Linked DNA regions of Mus musculus: all the other regions are linked to region 1. The links are chromatin contacts, called in public promoter capture Hi-C maps. All regions are on one chromosome and are shown on one strand. The core of a region is the stretch at or near the end of the contact, and the rest is flanking DNA. Distances in the headings are between cores, read along the strand shown. Region 1 holds the start of Trmt44 (tRNA methyltransferase 44). Region 2 holds the start of Slbp (stem-loop binding protein). Region 3 holds the start of Wfs1 (wolframin ER transmembrane glycoprotein). Region 4 holds the start of D5Ertd579e (DNA segment, Chr 5, ERATO Doi 579, expressed).

Region 1 (2,793 bases), core at 194-2,693:
CTATATCTGTGTGTGTGTGTGTGTGTGTGTGTGTGTGTTTAAAAGACAGAGGACAGCTCACAGAACATGTGGGCTCTAGGGATCAAACTCAGCTTGTAAGATTTGAAACGAGCACCTTTATGCACAGTCATCTCACTGGCCCTCAAGCATCCTTAAGTTGACTCCCTTGGGTATTATGCAACAGAAAGCTGACTAACAGAGTACCCCAGCTAGTTGCTGTACACCCCTACCGGCATATGGAATATAGAGATCAAGGACTCTGGCTACATTGTGATCCCCAATCCAGTACCAGCGCCAGGAACCAGCAGAGTGGTGACTATAGTATACATCTGAGATCAGCCAACCAACACAAGACCTTGGCTCTTCTGTACCCCAGAATCTTCCAGTTGACTGCTGATAGGACATCCGGGATGGGCATCACATAGTGGTGCAACAGCAGCGTCCAGCTCTTACCATTCTCCTTCGTTGTGATGGAGATGGAGTTGATACACGTTGCTCGTTTTAACCTCCAAATTCCCCTCATTATCTTCTTCCAAGGGCAAAAAGGTGACACTCCCACTGGAGACATCTGAGGGGGAAAGACAAGGCTATCAGGTCATAACTGCTCTAAACGGATCCCTTGGAAGTAGAACTGAGCAGCGATGGACAGGAGAGTAATGCTTTCCAGTCCTTAGTGGCTGTCCAGCACTGGGGAGAGGGCTCTACACTTTGGACACACCATTATAGCTAGCACTTAGACAATACAAGGCCAGAGCTGGGTGGTGGGTGGTGTGGCGCTCCTTTAATCCCAGTACTTGGAAGGCTGAGGCGGGTGTATCTCTGTGAGTTCGAGGCCAGCCTGTTCTACATAGCGAATTCCAGGCCATATAAGGCCCTGTCTCAAAAAGCGAACGCTTTTCAGTCTGTTTGCGCTCTTCCCACTACTCTCCTACCTTGCACTACCAGTTCTTTCTTCGGCTCTGTGAGTGGGGAGTGCGGGCTCGCTTTCGGGATGACAGTCCTGAGAATCAGGTCGAGCTCCTGCGCGGCTTCAGGCTGAGGACCCAACGAGGGGCCACAGAGGAAGGCCAGCATTTCCGGATTGGCGTGGACGAGGCTTTGGGAGACTCGGTCCCATAGCGAGTTCAGGTCAGCCGCGGGAGCGGTGCCTTCGCGGCTCGCCCTAGGTCCCGACTCTGGCTCTCCTTTAGGAGAAGCCTGTCCGGGTTCCCTCTCCAGCCCGTGTCCCTGTCCCTGCCGCGGTCCACACTCCGCCTGGGCGTGGGACCGCAAAGTTCTCCCGCGGGCTTCCATGCGGGCGCCGCACAGCCTCTTGTTGGCCACCTGTGGCCTCTCCAGCCACACGGTCACGGCGGCCCAGAAGCCTGCAGGTAGCAGGGCATCAGGATCGCTTAGCCGCACTCTACCCAGCTCCTCCATGGCTGCGCGCTCGGCGCGTTGGGATGACGCGACCCGGAAGCGCATTGACTCACGGGAGTTAGAGCCTGGACCCGGAAGGCCATCCCTTTGTCCTTTTTGCTGGGCGGTAGCTTCGGAGCCGCTGGCGGAGCCTGGGACGCGGGAGGAGCAGAGTGTGGGCCGCAGTGGATACAGCCTCCTGGGGTCCTCAACGACTGAATGTACAACCCCTTCTCTGCTTGCTTTCTTGCTTGGAAATAAGAGCTCCCAAGCGGTACATCCGATTCGTGCCCCCTAAATGAAATTTTGCCCCCAGAGGTTCCACCTCTCACGACAAAGCTAATAATACTGAGAGGAGAGGAAGTTACTTGAGCAAACAAGACGTAACTGATACACTCAGCAGAAAGCCACACTTATATGAAGGATTCTACAAAGCTGGTTGGCTAACTACAACTTCATGATTGTAAAGAATTGGAATGCGGACCCAAAGCTAGCATTACCTTGGGCGATTATTTAGCTCCTTTATAGCCATGCATTGCCCACCTGTGTCTGACTCCAAATTCTTTGACTGGAATACATTAACTTGCCAGAAAGTAACCTCCTACCAACCCAAAAGATAAAGCTGGCATCAGAAAACATAAGAAACCTATAACACAGACGTTCTGAAAGTATAACAAAGTAAAAACAGAATTCTAGGCCTTTAGGCCCAGGCTTGGGAATGTGGCCTTTGTAAAGGTATGCTAATCATAAAACAGATAGCGACATTCCTCTACCCACCCGCTTCCTGGGTTCAAAGAGTGCTCATTCAAAGAAAGTCACCCTGACCATTGCCATATACAAATGTGCTTTTGTTAGGGGCTCTTAGAAACTGTTTTGAAAAATAACCCTCACAATTACCAGGTATTCCTCGTGACTCTTGTAACTTTGCACTTCCTTGTGACTCTTAACTGGTATTTTTGTTATTTTCCAACAATGCCCTTCCCACCTCCTTGAGTTGTGGTTTCTTCCTTTAAATACCCCCTTACTCAGCTACTCGGGGCGCCACGGTCCTCTACCCCTTCGTGGTGTATGACCGTGGGCCCGAGAGCGCTCTTGAATAAAAATCCTCTTGCATTTTGCAACAGGCCCGTTTCTTGTGGGTGATTTTGGGGTGTCGCCTCTCCTGAGTCAGAACGTGGGGGAGTCCTCACGTTGTGGGTCTTTCATTTCTTACTTTGTTACCTGAGGTCCGAAACAAAGTATTTGTTAAATCCTTTGGAATGTACAAACTATTAGCTTCCACCAACATGAAGGCTAAAAATGTCTCCAGCAATTTCCCCTCATTGTTCTAACCCACCTACCTGTTGGTACCCATCCTTGTATTTTAAAAATACTTACTTTATGGATTTTGTTACT
Region 2 (2,793 bases), core at 198-2,697, 1.9 Mb before region 1:
AATCAACATTGCCTGTGTATTCAGAAGTCACTGAGTTAAGTCACTAATTCCCTTCACTGGGCTTGGCAGCCCCATGCTTATCTTATCCTCCCTTCTAGTCAGCCATCTAGCAAACACCATAGCCCATAAAAGAAGGTATGGTCAAAATTTCTGAGATCGCTTTTCTCATCAATCACTACACAAAGGTCCCCAAAGAGAGCACTTCCCTGAAGAGTTCACATCACCAGCTTACTCTTAAGGCACTCCTGGTCTCTCTGAATTACTATTTCACTTGCTAGCCCGCCTCCATCAGGCTACCAAGGGACCTCACTGACTTAAGCACAATGCCTCAGGGAAAAAAATCTAAACACCGTGGCAAAAGCTTATCAAATGGAAGGACCCAACTACAAGTATGAATAATCTAGGACTCAATTTTGGTTTGTATCTCGCTTTCACTCAGGTAATAAAACCTAATTTCTCGCCCCAATACACATACACACACACACACACACACACACACTCACTCTCTCTCTCCCCCCCACCCCCGCCCCGGAAGCAGGGGAGGGTTGGAGGTCGAAACATTTTAACAAGATGTTCATAGTAGTAGTCCTTGACATTACTGACATTATGAGTGAAAAATATAAAGGCTGACCCACTCCGGATAAAACCAGTTTTGCTGCCACCTATCAGTCGCTGGTAAGATGCTTCTAACACTGAGCAAAACTGAAGAGAATCTCCAGAGTAAGCTAATCTACTCCACCAGCTTCGAAAACCCGAGTGCCACGGGATGAGGGTCCCCTTGGCCCGTCTCCAAACCCCCCGAGTGACCAACCCGTTTCCAAGGAGTCGGGACCCACCTTTCAGGTCGGTGGTCCGCAGTCTGGAGCTCGCCTTCCTCGGAGTCCTCGGGCTTCCGGTCCCTTCCGTCCGCTCTGCGCTTCCGTCCGAGACTCCATCTCGCAGGGGACCGCGGGCTGAGGACACAGACTGCGGTCAGTGGGCGGGGCCCCCAAGCACCGATGGTTCAGGGAACCCTTAGCTTACAGACGGCGAGAAGTCGAGGACTCGTAGACCGCATGACCCGCTTACCTCGCACCACCGTCGCGGCGACTCCCATAACCGGGTGGGCTTCTAGGTCTGCAGGCCATGGCGGCAGAAGTCTGAAGGGCAGCTCGGCGGCAAGCACTTCACTCGGCAACAGCACTGACGAGGTCTGAGCTCGCCTTGCCCAACCGCCCTTAAGTGCGCAGCGGCCCCGCCCCTCGGTAACTCCCGCGCGCGCGCGGCGAAGGGCGAAACCATGAGACGCGCACCTGCAGGGGAGTCCCTCTCAGCTCTGCGCGCCCGCCTGACGGACCCGGCTCCAACCCAAGCCTTGGGATTGCGGGCAGTCGCTAAACTACAACGCCTAATGCGGCCGTCCGAAGGGCGGGAGAAATGGAACAGCCCGACTAAGGCGGAAAGGAACTGGCGACCTCCCCCAGCCCCCACGGCCTTCCAGGAGGCTGGCGCTGTAGCAGCTGGGCCTCTGATTGGTTGCCCCTTCGCGGGCCCGAGGGATATTGGCGGGAGATTGGGCAGTGCGCGCCACTGCCTCTCAAAGTCAGGAGGTGTGGCCACGGCGAGGGCCGGCCCACCGAGATGCAGTCCAAGATCCCGACCGGCCCCTCCTACCCACCGCCACAGTAAGGCGGGAGAGCCCGCCTCTAGCTTATACCCATAGCTTTAAAACCGTACAAGCCATCCATTAACAGCCAAATAACTTAGTGGCCTCTTTTTCCCCGCAAGGCCATCTGCCCTGCCTCTGGTGCTTGAGTCTCCAGCACGCAGGCCAGGCCCCTGCAGATCCCACCTGTCCTATGTGGGCAATCATGACCCTTCCCTTAAGAGTGGATCTGGCCCAGAGCAGCGTGAGAGGGTGGGATGGTGGTAACTATGTGGAGCCATCTAAGGGCTTGTCCTTCTGAACGTACCAAGCACTGACACTGGTTTCTTATACGACTTTCTGATCTGTGACTATATTCATCTGACTTTCCCAACATCCTGCAGCCACTATGTAAAATACTGCAAAAGTTTGGTTTTACTACCAGGTTAAACAAAATGAAGTACATCACTTGAAAAGGAACACTTTATTAAATACTGTATCATTTAACTACATTTACATTTATTTGTATAAAATTAACTCTTCTGTGGTTAAAAATAACTTCAAACCACTTGGCCTCTGCTAGGCAGACAGCCCTTGAAACTGGCTGTCTCCTGGTCATACTTCAGGGACAGGCAGAACTGAGTTTGCTCTGGTAGCAAATCCCTGGGGTTAGGTGCAGTGTTGGCTGGATAAGGGGCTAGCTTGGTCTGCTACTACTGCTTTCAACAACTAAATGTAAGTGCTTCAGGACAAGTTGAAGGAGAGGTCATCCCTCTAGCAGCTACACTTTGTGTCAGAGATGGAGAGTAAAGAGCAACCTCTTCCCCACCCATCTGTACCATAGATAAGTGAGTACATCTATGTATATGTGCGTCCATCAGAACCTTAACCACTGAGGTATCCTCTCCTGATCCAAGCACCCCACAGGGGCTTGGCTAACCCTGTGCTACACCCCTGATGGGTTTCTTTCTGGATAGTCCTGTGGCTCTCTGGTCCTTGGCTCCCTAAAACCCTTTCCTAGGGTTAGGAGTATGAGCTTTTGGTCTCCCCTGGACTAGAGAAGCAGGACAAGACAACAAAAGCATTGTGGACCCTCTAAAGCATATGCAACCCTCGTGAGGAACTTGGGAAAGTACTCTGTCATACCTTCCTACCAAGAAGTGGCCCCT
Region 3 (2,793 bases), core at 98-2,597, 1.4 Mb after region 1:
CTTGTACCTGGGAAAGAAGGCGAGGGGCATCTCTACCCAATCCTGCCTGTATCTGAGGAGGTCCAAGGAACATTCAGGAAGAAATTGGAACATAAACTCTCTCTAGATTCCTAGTTAGATGAAAAAGTACCTGCGAATGGCATCAGCACCAGAGAGACATAGGTCAACAGGTGAGGGAACTGGGGAGGTAGCCCCTGTGATCGCCATGGCCTTCAAGAGCCTAGGACATGGGTCCGAGTGAGGGTTGGATTCTAGAGAGGAAAGTCCCAGCCAACCACCTGGGGTCTTTGTCCAAGGTGACAGAGGAAGGGCTGCACCTGCTTGCCTGGGGGAGGGGGAGGGAATTGGAGGTGGGAGGAGGGGGTAGAGGTTCATTAGCTCTGTCCATTAGGTGTGTGGTCCTGTCCAGGCCCCAAATCTACTGAGCCTCTGTGTCCAATGGAAACTGTAAGTCCTACCCCTAGGACTAGGGGCCCGAGTACACGGTGGAGGGTGACAGTGTCAGGGAGATAGTTCCAAGAAACTAAAACGCTGTTTTATTGGACTCTCATATAAAGATAACTAACAAAATACGTTGAAAGGACGCAGCTCCATCACACCCAAAAGTGCAGGATCAGATTTTCCAGAAGGCTTCCAGTTCATCTGACCAGAACCTAAGTTCCTCTAGGTGCGGTGCATACCAGAGCTGGGGTCACACAATGGCCAGCAGGTACCTAATAGGGTGGGTAACTATGGGCGGGTCCCAAGGGTTCCTACCTCCTTTTCTGAGGACCAGGAAAGAGAAAGAAACAGACACACGGCTCCTGGGTGGGCTGAGCCCCCACGCGCCCCAGGAATCAGGTCCTTCATGGTCCTGGGTAGGGAGTCCAGGGATGTAGGTCTTGATGGGGCAGCTCTGGAGCGTGGGCAGCCTCTCCGACACGCTGTCCCCATCCGCAGCGCGGTCATGCAGGGAGATTTGCGGGAGTGCCGGGACTCCAGGGCTGAGTGAGAGGCGCACGGCTTGGGCACAACTGGCCCAGTTGGGGCAGTAGACGCCTCGGGCTCCGTGGAGCAGCGAGAGTCCTGGCCTCCAACTTCTAGCAACTTGGAGTGGACTTGGGGCTCTGCCACCCATCAGGGGAAACTGAGGCCGGGAGAGCAGCGCCACCCAGCGCTCCGAAACCCTCCCTGACACTGCGCGCCCAACGCCAAGGCCAAGGCCATGGCACAACGACCCTGAAGAACTTACCGGCCGCAGTGCTGGGCCTCCCAGCCCGCCGCGAAGTTGCTCCGAAACCGCGGAGATTGCAGCGGCCAGCTGAGCAGGCGGAGCGCGCGGCCCTACATTCAGCGCGGCCCCGGGAAAGGGGGCGGGGCCTGGGCGGGGCCTCTGCCACCCTCCATTCCTGCTGCGACCCAGGGAGACTCGGCTCGTTAAGTCGCCGGCAAGCCTGCCAATCACTATGTGCTGTCGCGAATCACGGAGCGCCTCGCCTTGCAGCGACTTGCTCTCTTGGGTCGCCAGGAGGACAGATGGCGGCGAGAGGGCGGGTCTGGCCGGCCCACAGCTTAAGTTTCCGAGTGGACTCGGCCCCGGCCCTGCCCCCTCGCCGCCCCGCCTCCAGGACATCTCTTTCCTGACCCAAGCTTGTAAGCCTGCTGCTTAACAGGTGGTTGGACCCAGGAACAAGTCTCGCGCCACCTTTGGCCCGCCTCTGCATCGTGAGGCCCCATCTTCAGACTTCAGACCGGCTATTACAATACTGACTAAGGTCGCGCACTTCGTGCCAGGCGCCCTAATTCCGACGCATTGAGATACACAGAGGACTCCCCAGTGTAGCAGCGAGTACAAAAAGTGTGTGTGCACGTGCTACCAAGTACTGCCTTAAATGATCAAAACCCAAACCCAAAAGCAGTTCAGCACTCTTTAAAGATTAGCCAGACGATAATGCCAGGCTCAGGCAGTTGGAAGCCCCTCCCCCCTCCTTTTTTTTTTTTTTTTTTTTTTTTTTTTTCCTCAGGAGTGTCTGAGAGGTGTGGTTTGGAGATCAAAACTACAGTCTTGTTTCCGTGCTCCTTCCTTTCCTGAACCGCACATCTCACTGCACCTGCCCCGGTGATCTGCACCAACAGGTCAGGCTGACAGAGACAGCATCACCATCTTATCAGGAGGAGGTTGCTCACTGAACCACTACAACCAAATACTTTGATTCTGCACCTGCTCAGGGTCTAATCTCAAGTACCCCAGCTAGGCTCACAGAGGAAGGAAGCTTATCCCAGCAGAGTGACTCTGTCCTGCCTCCATCTGGGGCCCTTTCAGAAGCAGAGATTTTCAGGTTCACCCCCTAAGTGTGGGGTGGCTGTTTCGGGGCGAGGTGGGGCAAGTTCAAGAAGCAGGAGCACCAGATGGCAGTGGCTTTTTCAGAACTATAGCCTTGCCTTACCAAAACAAGTTGCTAGAGCTGCTGGAGGGGTTACATTAAAAAAAAAAAAAAAAAAACTTCTCCCAATATGGAAAAGGAAACGTGGCCTCTGCCATAGCAATTCACATTTCCATGGTAACTAATTGTCTTAATGCATTTTCTGTTGCTATGACAGAATATCTGGGACTAGGTAATTTGCAAAGGAAAGAAGTTTATTTGGTTCATTGTTCTGGGGGGTGGGAGAAGCCAGGACCAGGCAGCACATGGCAAGGGCCTTGTCCTGCATCAACGTGTGCAGGAAAACAGAGAGAAAGGTGGGTGGCACCAGAAGAGTAGAAAACATAAGGCGCCACTCTTTGTAACTAATTAGATGACAGTAATTAATGCA
Region 4 (2,793 bases), core at 210-2,709, 1.1 Mb after region 1:
TGCACAGTGGCTCACAACTGTATGTAACTCCAGTTCCAGGGGATCTGACACCCTTACACAGATATACATGCAGGTAAAATACCAATACACATCAAATAAATATTTTTAAAACAATTATAAAAAACATCTGATATTGATCACTGGCCTCCACGCGTTAAATATACATGCACCCAAACACACACATTAATATATAATTATAATTCAATGTTTGTCTAAGAGAAGATAGTGGGGAAATATGATAAAGGGACATTATAGAGATATATAAATGAACTTGTGAAAGAACACGTTTTAAAAGTACATCAGTTGGCAAGAATAGCAACTAAATCTACAATAATAAGTATCAACTGCAAGAAGCCTCCATGGGTATTTCAAATGCACAGTTCCAGAATGGTTTTTGTCATAAAGATCCTGAGACCTAGTTAAGAATGGTTCAGCCCAAAACATCTGCGGGCGAATATTTGACCTTCAGAATGCAGAGTGACAGATATTTTTCCCCTTCTTTTAAATCTGAAGTCTCTAAAACCGACAAAGTGTCATGCAACGGGTCCTATACTGGTGGCAGAAATCTTGCGTGGGGTTTTCACTGCATAGGCTTTTCCATGGCATCACCTGTTATCCAAACTGCACGTCCCCGGCTCCTCGGCAAGCCTCTCCTACCGTTTCCTTAGCAAGCCAAGAACCAGAAACGCAAAATGCATTGTCAGTTACTTGGGCAACAAGGCAAAGCAGGTGATGAGACCCAAGAACCCCGTTTAGTAAATGACTCCGGAGTCGCATGTCCCCCTCCCGTTTATCCCCCATCTCACTTTTCTTGGTTAAACCTTTAAGGTTTGTCTACAGAAGGGCAAACACTGAAGGGAGGGGCTGCCAGGTTCGGGGTCTGCTCCCCACTGCTCGCCCTGTCCTGGCCTCTACGCAAAGCGCTCAGCCCTGGCCCGGCGTCCACCGGGAGCTCCCGGGACGCCGGCCGGAAGCCGGGCCGCGAGGGTCCGGGCGGTGGCGCGCGCAGGCCGGCGACTCCGGGGCCTGTCACTTCTGCCCTCGGCCGTCACCTTCTTCGACCCCGCGCCATAGGCCCGCGTGCCCGCCACTCACCGCGCCGCGCCCGCCCCCGACCGCCGAAGGACAAAGCTGAGGGCGCGGGGCGAGGCGAGGCCGCTGTCCTCAGGCCGGGCCGCCTCAGCCCGCCGCGGCCCATTGTGCGCACTCATCGCACGCCGCCCGCGGGGTCCTCGAGCCGGACATCCCTCTGGCCCGCCACCCGCCACGGCCCCGCTCCCGGCCGCCGCCTACCTGCCAAGGCTACCGGGTGGGCGCCTCTCCTTGCGCTCCGAGGGCTGCAGGCGGCTGCCGAGCGCCGGGCGGCCCTGGCCTGCGCCTTACGTAAAGCGGCGGCGGCCCCAGCGCCAGGCGGCGGAGGGCGGGAGGCGGCGCGCGGCAGCCGCTCCGCTGCGTTACCTGGCAACAGCCTCAGCGCCCGGCCAGCCAACGCCGCGTTCCATATCCTTCCGCCCAGGCGCCGGGATTACATCAGCGCGCCGGGGCTCCGCCCTCGTGCTGTGTGGGTGGGGGAGCAGCAGGCGCGCAGGACTGGATTCTGGGGTCCTGAAGATCCTGACACCACGAGGCCGACCTGAGGATCCGAGGCTTTGAAGCTTTACCAGGCCCTGAGAGAGGGCTCCTGGGTCGGTGACCTCCCGCTGGGTCACTGAGACCCGGCTTTGCAGAGCCCTTCCAACACAAACCCCCGCGTTACACCTGTCCGCGCCCCCTCTTCGCCATGTCCTGGAATGGCTGGAGTGGGCGGCTTAACATAAAGACTTCAATTAAAAACAAAAAGTGACATGGCTTTTTTATGTTATTATTAAGTAGGCAAAAAATAAAAGACCTTCTGGAAGATTCGGAAGTGGGAGCCAAAAATGTGCACTAACCTTTTAATCAAAAGCCTCTTCCCACCTACTCACCTTCCCTAAATGTGACTCCTAGGCTCTTCCAGAAAAGCAGATGTAGATGTCAGAAGTACCAGGAAGAAAAGCCAGAGATGTGCCTTCTATACAAAGGCAAGAACAGGTCCCGTAGGGGAGTGACCTGCATGTAGTTCATCAAACTCATTGAGCACCGCCAGGCACCAGGCCCTGTTCTTGGGTTCAGAGTCTGAGACCCGGAGTTCCCAAGCTCAGCTCAGGCTTCTGGGAGGAGCAGAGAACTGGAAGTACTTTTCTGCTGAGGTAGGCTGGACTCTTGTATGCAAGCCAAGGTCAGGAACCTAAAAGAACTGTCCTTTCATAGAATCCATACTGTTCCAACAAACATCTTTTCACTCTCCCGGAGAAACCCAAAGTAAAGCCTTCCTGGAGAGACCCGGAACAGGCTGGGGAGTGGGTGACGCCTCGGGATGGAGGCAGAATTTGAGCACAGGCCTTTGGCTCTATTGTCGGGGATCTTTTCCTTCACCCAAGTCTTACCCTTCCTTAGTTTGCTCCCCCTTTTGTTGCCTCGGGGTTCATTTGAGGTGAGTCACAAGCCACAGTTTTATTTACTACACATCTTTTGGTTACCTGTTCCAGGGCGGGCAGCCAGGCAAACTCATATAACATGCGAGAGAGTGGAAAATCCAGGGTCATCTGAGAGTGAAGGTGGGCATAAATGGTGTCAGGATCTTCAGGACCTCAGAAGCCAGGCTTGCACAGACCAGGGAAACATTTCCCTAAATATGGAGAATTTGCACACATTTTTTGGTACATACATCCATAATAACATTAGTGTCTCCTAGTCTGTACCTTCTGTAAAGGC

Evidence for each region. Promoter capture Hi-C pulls out the DNA fragments that hold promoters and counts their contacts.
Region 2: a contact with region 1 is called in a promoter capture Hi-C map of pre-B cells, with 2.4 times the contacts expected there. The contact joins the promoter of Slbp here to the promoter of Trmt44 in region 1. A contact is called at or near these places in 2 of 39 promoter capture datasets (the C10 cell line and pre-B cells), 1 of 484 Hi-C or Micro-C datasets (CD4 T cells) and 1 of 9 other capture datasets (liver).
Region 3: a promoter capture Hi-C map of pre-B cells shows a contact between it and region 1, with 2.8 times the contacts expected there. The contact joins the promoter of Wfs1 here to the promoter of Trmt44 in region 1. A contact is called at or near these places in 2 of 39 promoter capture datasets (liver and pre-B cells) and 1 of 9 other capture datasets (adipose tissue).
Region 4: a contact with region 1 is called in a promoter capture Hi-C map of pre-B cells, with 4 times the contacts expected there. The contact joins the promoter of D5Ertd579e here to the promoter of Trmt44 in region 1. A contact is called at or near these places in 2 of 39 promoter capture datasets (pre-B cells and second pharyngeal arch cranial neural crest) and 1 of 115 datasets of contacts at active chromatin or transcription factors (pancreatic cancer cells).

The regions. Positions count from the first base shown.
Region 1 is chr5:35,573,627-35,576,419 of GRCm38.p6, forward strand. It overlaps Trmt44 (tRNA methyltransferase 44), which reads right to left and starts at 1,444. Exons shown (of 11, transcript NM_030208.3): 1 at 933-1,444; 2 at 454-568. The coding sequence starts at 1,419.
Region 2 is chr5:33,651,127-33,653,919 of GRCm38.p6, forward strand. It overlaps Slbp (stem-loop binding protein), which reads right to left and starts at 1,448. Exons shown (of 8, transcript NM_009193.2): 1 at 1,069-1,448; 2 at 837-953. The coding sequence starts at 1,127. Tmem129 (transmembrane protein 129) reads right to left here. Exons shown (of 4, transcript NM_026698.3): 4 at 2,090-2,793.
Region 3 is chr5:36,987,635-36,990,427 of GRCm38.p6, forward strand. It overlaps Wfs1 (wolframin ER transmembrane glycoprotein), which reads right to left and starts at 1,348. Exons shown (of 8, transcript NM_011716.2): 1 at 1,232-1,348.
Region 4 is chr5:36,694,562-36,697,354 of GRCm38.p6, forward strand. It overlaps D5Ertd579e (DNA segment, Chr 5, ERATO Doi 579, expressed), which reads right to left and starts at 1,460. Exons shown (of 9, transcript NM_001081232.3): 1 at 1,294-1,460.